Linked DNA regions of Pan troglodytes: region 1 is linked to region 2. Evidence: chromatin contacts called from public HiChIP or PLAC-seq data. All regions are on one chromosome and are shown on one strand. The core of a region is the stretch at or near the end of the contact, and the rest is flanking DNA. Distances in the headings are between cores, read along the strand shown.

The links. HiChIP or PLAC-seq counts read pairs in DNA pulled down with a chosen protein or histone mark.
Region 1: a contact with region 2 is called in an H3K4me3 HiChIP or PLAC-seq map of stem cell-derived excitatory neurons, with 7 times the contacts expected there. The contact joins the promoter of STRADB here to the promoter of CASP8 in region 2. A contact is called at or near these places in 1 of 7 Hi-C or Micro-C datasets (stem cell-derived neural progenitor cells) and 1 of 1 datasets of contacts at active chromatin or transcription factors (stem cell-derived excitatory neurons).

The regions. Positions count from the first base shown.
Region 1 is chr13:103,478,768-103,482,217 of NHGRI_mPanTro3-v2.0_pri, forward strand. It overlaps STRADB (STE20 related adaptor beta), which reads left to right and starts at 1,567. Exons shown (of 12, transcript NM_001280201.1): 1 at 1,567-1,770. It overlaps TRAK2 (trafficking kinesin protein 2), which reads right to left and starts at 1,438. Exons shown (of 16, transcript NM_001428160.1): 1 at 1,182-1,438.
Region 2 is chr13:103,264,134-103,267,680 of NHGRI_mPanTro3-v2.0_pri, forward strand. It overlaps CASP8 (caspase 8), which reads left to right and starts at 1,474. Exons shown (of 10, transcript XR_010150205.1): 1 at 1,474-1,633; 2 at 2,027-2,123.

The sequences.
Region 1 (3,450 bases), core at 317-2,816, 210 kb after region 2:
TTGGGAGGCCAAAGCGGGTGGATCATGAGGTCAAGAGATCGAGACCATCCTGGCCAACATGGTGAAACCCCATCTCTACTAAAAACACAAAAATTAGCTGGGCGTGGTGGTGCGCGCCTGTAGTCCTAGCTACTCTGCAGGCTGAGGCAGGAGAATCGCTTGAATCCGGGAGGCGGAGGTTGCAGTGAGCCGAGACCACCCCACTGCACTCCAGCCTGGCGACAGAGCGAGACTCTGTCTTAAAAAAAAAAAAAAAGAAAGAAAGTTGGAATAACTGCTGGGATGATAAAATGTCTTCATCCCTGACCTTTCTCACCTCCAAATGTCCTTCACAATTTGTTTTTAAGTGTCATGTCACCACCATTAACGTGCTATTTGGAGACTACTGTACCTCAGACTTCCAAGTCAACAGCAAAGATCTAAACGTCGGGAAGATTTACGGAGACCAAGAACTGAAAGTGTTCCTTTTGTTCCTATGGTCCATTCCATCAACTTGATGAATTTCCGTGAAGTTACTTGTTTTTTTTTTCTGACGTAGAAACAGCAGGTCTAAGCAAAAGGTGCATGAGCAAGAGCAAGTAACTGAACTTATCCCTATTATTATGACGCAGATTTTTTTTTAAGTTGAAATTCAATTTTTGGGCTGCTACTAAAAAGGACATGTGCGAATATCTATTATTTACGCTTCAAACTAAAGTCAGCCGTTTTTCTTTTTCAAGATATGTGGCATCTGGCTCAAAATCAATTGCAAGAAAAGCCCAACTCTATTTGACCCAGAAAGAGCTCTTTCCAATACCCTTTCCTCCCACTTACATCACAGATGGCGACTGAAGCTTAAGGTTTAATGCCCGACCCTAAAGCCACTCATCCTAAAAGACAGGGCTCCAGATGGATGCTGTATGGCAGAGGATAAGGCGCTATGAGAAGCTGCCAAGCCTCAGATGTGCAGCTGGGCTGAATCCCGACGCCAGCGCCTAGCGCCCATTACTTTGCACCCACACTTAGGAAACAACCCACTCCTCACCGCGGGACCCGGACCCAGCCCTCCAGCACCCAGCCTCCTGCTCCGACGTCCGCGCGTGACCTCCGGGTACCGGAGGACCTTGGGACGAGGAGGTCCCTCCGCTTTCCGGGGAAGTTGTCAAGGGCAAGTTCGGGTTGTGCGCGGATAGCTTACTCACTGGAGTGGTTCGGCATCCTCTGTCGTCCGCCCGCGCTTCCTCAGGAAGCCCCTAATGAAGCGGCAGCCTGAAAGCAGCAGCCGAAGCTGCTGCCGCTGCTCCCACTGCCAGCAACCGCCCGGGCGTGGCAGGGACAGGCGGGCGACTTCACAACATCATCACTCGGCGACCTCGGTTCTGCGGCGACACCGGGTCAATGGCAGCCCCCACACAATTGGGGAAGCCAAAGGAGACCCACTCTCCCAGAGGCCTCCACGGCCCCAGCGCAAGACCTGCTGGGAATTGTAGTTTCCTTCCCGCCCCGCCTCAAGCTCGAAGGCCCCGCCTTCTCGCTGCCCAGCCCCGGGGAGGGAGGCGGGGCCGCGACCCCGGCGCGGGTGGGGCGAATGCGTTCCCAGCGGGTAGCCTGGGGCTGGGGCACAGTTGCAAGCCCACGGCCCCGGTCGCGGCCTCGCCGCCCTCCCGCGCCCCGCGCCGGGAGCGGGCCTAGAGCGCTCGCCTCGCCCTTCCGCGAGCAGGGCTCTGGCGCCCGCCCCTGTCCGCACCGCTGGCAGCCTGAAGAGAGTCGCTGGCCGTGGTCGCCGCTAGGGTAAAGACGGGAGGCAGGCCCGGGAAGGGAAGGTGTCGGGGCCGGTGGGGGACGTGAGGGAGTGAGCCTTGGTCCGCGCACGCCCGGGAAGCCCGAGGCCAGAACGCGCTAGCCCACCTCCAGCCCGAGCACCGGCGGCTGGCGGAGCCGTGGCAAGAATGCGGCCCGAAGTGGCGAGCGGCCACTGCGCCAGTGCTGCTCGGGCTCAGCGGGGCCCGGGCCGCGGGTTCTCAGCCCGCCCAGTGGTGCCTGCCGGGTTGGCCGTGCCGGCCGTGCCAGGTGCGCGGGGCCCAGGCCGCCCGGGCGCCCTCTCCCCGCACCCTCACCTTTGGCCGCGCTCTCGGGCTTGGGGAGTTGCCATATCGAAGACACCCTCAGACCCCAGCTCTATCTGCCGCCTTCTGCAAGTTCGCTGCAAAGTCCCCCATAGCAGGACTAGGAAGGAACCTTTTACAAAATTAAATACTCGAGTGTCGTTTTGTCTTCGGTTTTTCAATTCAACGCTGTGTTTTTCCCTGCTGGGTCTTTGTCAAGTACCTTTTCCCCAAAACTTGATAAGGATGTGTAACACGGCGCCTGCCTAGCACGGTGCCTGGCACACAGTAGGCGCTCAGTAAAGATTTGTTGAACGCATGAGTCACTAAGCTTGGAAAATTCTCCTGAGCTGTGCGTCGCTATGATCTTTGTTAAGATTTTATGGGTTCCCAAGATCACTTTGAAAATTACAGTAATTTTAAAGCTCAACAAAGAGTTACATCGGGTCATTTTTGCATTCCCTGTAACAGTGGCCTCTGTTGAATGCCTAAATTAACTCAAAACCCGTGTTCTGTAAGAAGATGCGCCCTTTGGTTTCTACAGAAAGTGTTAATCTTTCAGATCAAAGTCTTCACATGAACCATTCTATTATGGAACAAACTGAAATTACTTATAAAGCTTTATCGTAATTAGCGTTTTAGATACAAGTGCAAGGGACTGCACTGATGTACTTGTGAATACGAAATATAGGTCTCTTAAATATGACTTTTTTTAAGAAAGGGTTTATATTCATATCTCGTGAAAGAGCATGCCGGAGAAAATTATAATAACAGCAAATCCCCCACCCCCACCCCTTTGCTGGGTGCAGCTGCTGCCTTGACCTCAAAATGTCTTGTAAAATTATCTCTTAATAGTCTGGTGTATCTAAGGCAAAAATCTCTGAGATTAAACCACCCCATAGGGACAACTCTTTTATTACTAACAATTCTTACCAGATCGTGTCTGTTTCTTCTGAGCTTTTCTGAAAAAGAGAAAAAAATAGACAACGTAATGGAGTTTCACATTATTAAGACAAAATCAGTAACAACTTGCTGACATTGAATGAAAAAAGCAGGATACAAAATCATGATAACCAGAAAATTTGGTTAATCATGACATCCATAACCCTTCTGCTTGTGGGAAGGTCAGCTACAAGTGGCCAGGGTCTTGTCTGCCCTAATTACCAGCAGGTGTCCACAGTGCCTGACCCATGGTAACCACTCATTAAACACTTGTGTAATGATTACTTGGCTGTTAACAGATTAACAGTGTATTGACTATGATGTGTAGTTTCTTCATTTACTTGGATATCTCCTTAGAATAGATCACTCCGGGGAATTTTACTGGGTCAAAAAGTATGAATATTTTCATGGTTATTGAAACATT
Region 2 (3,547 bases), core at 224-2,723:
CACTACTGCACAGGGTATAACAGCTGAAAACTGGAAACGATAATACTCACATTCCCTTCAATAGGGGAATGGTTAAATAAATTTTACAAGCTATCTGATAGATACTAGGCATGAGCTAAAAGTTAGGGTCCACTTAGAGATGGAAAGCACACCAGTAATTTGAAAGGGAAAATGTAATATGAAGAATTATTAACTAGTAAAAGAAGGCTAACTGCTAAAGGTACAAGAGCACTCAAGCTGTCTGCAGTCAGCAAGCCCCGGCTGGTGAGCAGAAAGCTGCCCGCTGGGAGGCTGCCAAAGTTCCCTGAAGGTGAGCACCACTGGTTCTACAAGCTGCTGGCAGTCATGGCGTTAAGAGCAGGAAGAGAAGCACCAGAACCCGGAAGAGAAATCCAGTCCTCTGCTAGGCCTTGCACCGTCCCTCTGGCGCCCTCTACTGACAAAGCCAGTAAAATTGTGCCGCTGGCAAAGGAGATCTTTTTATGGGATGTAGCTTGGTGTCACCAAACAGAACAGAGTGGAATTGGAGCTCAGATGCAACACAATGATTGATACTGGCACAGTATACTTACCCTGCTTTTGTAAACAAAATGGTATATGTGATGTCTCTCTTTCTCTCTCTGTATATAAAACAATATTTGTTTCTACTTATTATGTATTTATGTCTTTACTCTGCATGCCAGGAGCTAAGTATTTTGCATGTATTAACTCATTTTGTTCTCATAATAACCTTCACATGCAGGAATCATTATAGCTACTTTATGAATGAGCCGAGGAAGGCACTGAGACGTTAAGTAACTTGCCCAAGGTCACGCAGCTAGTAAGTGGCAGAGCAAGAATTACTATGGCTTTATAAGCCTAGAAAAAAGTCTGAAAGAATCAAAATGTTAACAGCGGGGACCTCAAGGAAGCATTGAAGAGGCCATGGGAGAAGTTTTCACTTTGTAAAAAAATCAGTCCTTCAAATAAATAAATACAGTGAGGCTTCCCCAGAAGCGGATGTCACTATGCTTCCTGTGCAGCCTGTGGAACTGTGAGCCAGTTAAACCTCTTTTCTTTATAAATTATCCAGTCTTAGGTATTTCTTTATAACAGTGCTAGGATGAGCTGATACAGTTTCCTACACTGTAACCTAAGGCAATGCTTTGCACAAAGGGATGAGCCAGATTGCTTAGTAATTAAAATGCAAATACAAACCACAAGCATATCCATTCATGAATTGGGGGGCTGCTTTGTGTGCATAGATAAGGTATATTTTTTAAAAAAATTATTTTTCCAAGAAGAAAATAAACCAGTTAATAAACGACAACTCACAGTGCCAGGAAGTGAGAAACAAGTGTGTGATAAACGGTGGAGAATGGGAGCACTCTCCGCAGTGGGCGGGAGGAGACGGGGAGGGCGTTCCCTGGGGAGTGGCAGTGGTTGGAGCAAAGGTTTGGAGGAGGTAAGTCATGTGCTCTGAGTTTTTGGTTTCTGTTTCACCTTGTGTCTGAGCTGGTCTGAAGGCTGGTTGTTCAGACTGAGCTTCCTGCCTGCCTGTACCCCGCCAACAGCTTCAGAAGAAGGTGACTGGTGGCTGCCTGAGGAATACCAGTGGGCAAGAGAATTAGCATTTCTGGAGCATCTGCTGTCTGTGAGATTAAGCACTATGTATATTGCTTTATTCACTCCCCACAGCAACCTTACCAAGCAGTTCTTTTCCACGTGAAAAGATGGAGGCTGGGTGGAGCAAAAGGAGGTGTTTAGAGTCCTCAGCAAGTGAGAGGCAGAGCTGGGATTTGAATCCAGATCTGCCTGATACTGAAGTCTGGGCCGGTTCCACCTCTCCAGACTGCTTTCCAGGGAGTAGAAGACAGATATTTTACCTTAGCTGGCTGCTTCTAGAAGTCTGACCCTGCTGACTCAAAACGACTTTAGTTCCTTGCCCAGAGGCTGTGGGCTGCGGGTCAAGACATCAGTAGAAGGAGGGCCCAGCCAGAGAGGCTGACATGGGCTTCTACTCACCGTCATTTCTCCTTCCTTCCAGGAGCAGCCCCTGGGTGCGTCCACTTTCTGGGCACGTGAGGTTGGGCCTTGGCCGCCTGAGCCCTTGAGTTGGTCACTTGAACCTTGGGAATATTGAGGTAAGCCTGGAATTTCCAGAGGAGATTTGGGGGAAAGAGAAGTGGTGAACGCTATTACTGTTCCCTATCTAGACACCAGTGGGCCGAGTGGAGCAGATGCCAGTTGGGACCTTCCTGCCCTCTCTTTGGTTATTAATCCATTATTGTTCCCTGTACACTGGTATGAGTGGATGGGGGAAGTATTTAGCCAAGTTTTTGAGACCTGTACTCTGAGCTAAAATGCATTGTCTTCCTATAGTGCGGGACCCCACAACTGTGGAGGAGCCGCAGGGGATACTGGGTAGTACGCAGACATTATGCACTAAACGACAATGGCTCACATAGTGAAAAGTTATTCTTTTTTATTTTTTTTTGAGAGGGAGTCTTGCTCTGTCGCCTAGCCTGGAGTGCAGTGGCGCGATCTCAGCTCACTGCAATCTCCGCCTCCCGGGTTCAGGTGATTCTCGTGTCTCAGCCTCCTGAGTAGCTGGGATTACAGGCACCTGCTTCCATGCCTGGCTAATTTTTTTTTTTTTTTTTTTTTTTTTTTTTTGTATTTTTAGTAGAGATGGGGGGGGTCTCACCATGTTGGCCAGGCTGGTCTCAAACTTCTGGCCCCAAGTGATCTACCCACCTTGGCCTCCCAAAGTGCTGGGATTACAGGCGTGAGCCACTGCACCCGGCTGATTTCACATTTTTAGATAATATGACCACATTATAAAAATTTTTGTATTTTTATATAATGTGACCACTAGATGAAAGCAATATACTTAGGATTTTATTTCTTGGTTAAGTTCCTACTTATTATGAATTTACTCTGCATGCCAGGAGTTCTAAGAATTTGCATGTATTAACTCTTTTGATTCTCATAATAACCTTCACATGCAGGAGTCACTATTACAGTGACTGTATGAATGAGGAAAGAAAGGCACTAACATAATTGATTTTATGTTACTTAGGTCAAGATTTTATGTTATTTAGGTCAAGGTTAATTGTGTTGTTCAAATCTTGTATAACTCTACCGCTTGTCTGTCTTTCTTACCCATTATCGAGAAGGGAACATAAAAATCTTACACTATGACTGTAGATTGTCAATTTCTCATTTTAAATTAGGATCATTTTTCCTTTATGTCTGCCTTATGTGATATTAGTATAATGATATCAGTTGGTACATCTTTTTCCATCCTTATACTTTCAGTGTTTCGGTGTTCTTATACTTGAAATGTGTCTGCCGTAAGTGGTGTATTGTTCAAGTTTTTCTTTTATTATAGAAAAATGTATTCTGGAAGGTACTTTTCTTAAAATTACAGTATTTAGTCCATTTTCATTTAATGTAATTGTCAATATAATTGGGCTAAAATCTACTATATTTCCAGTTGTTTTTTATTTGTGACGTCAATTCAGTTTTCTCTACTTTCTTGATTTCTTTTAGACTAATTAAGTGA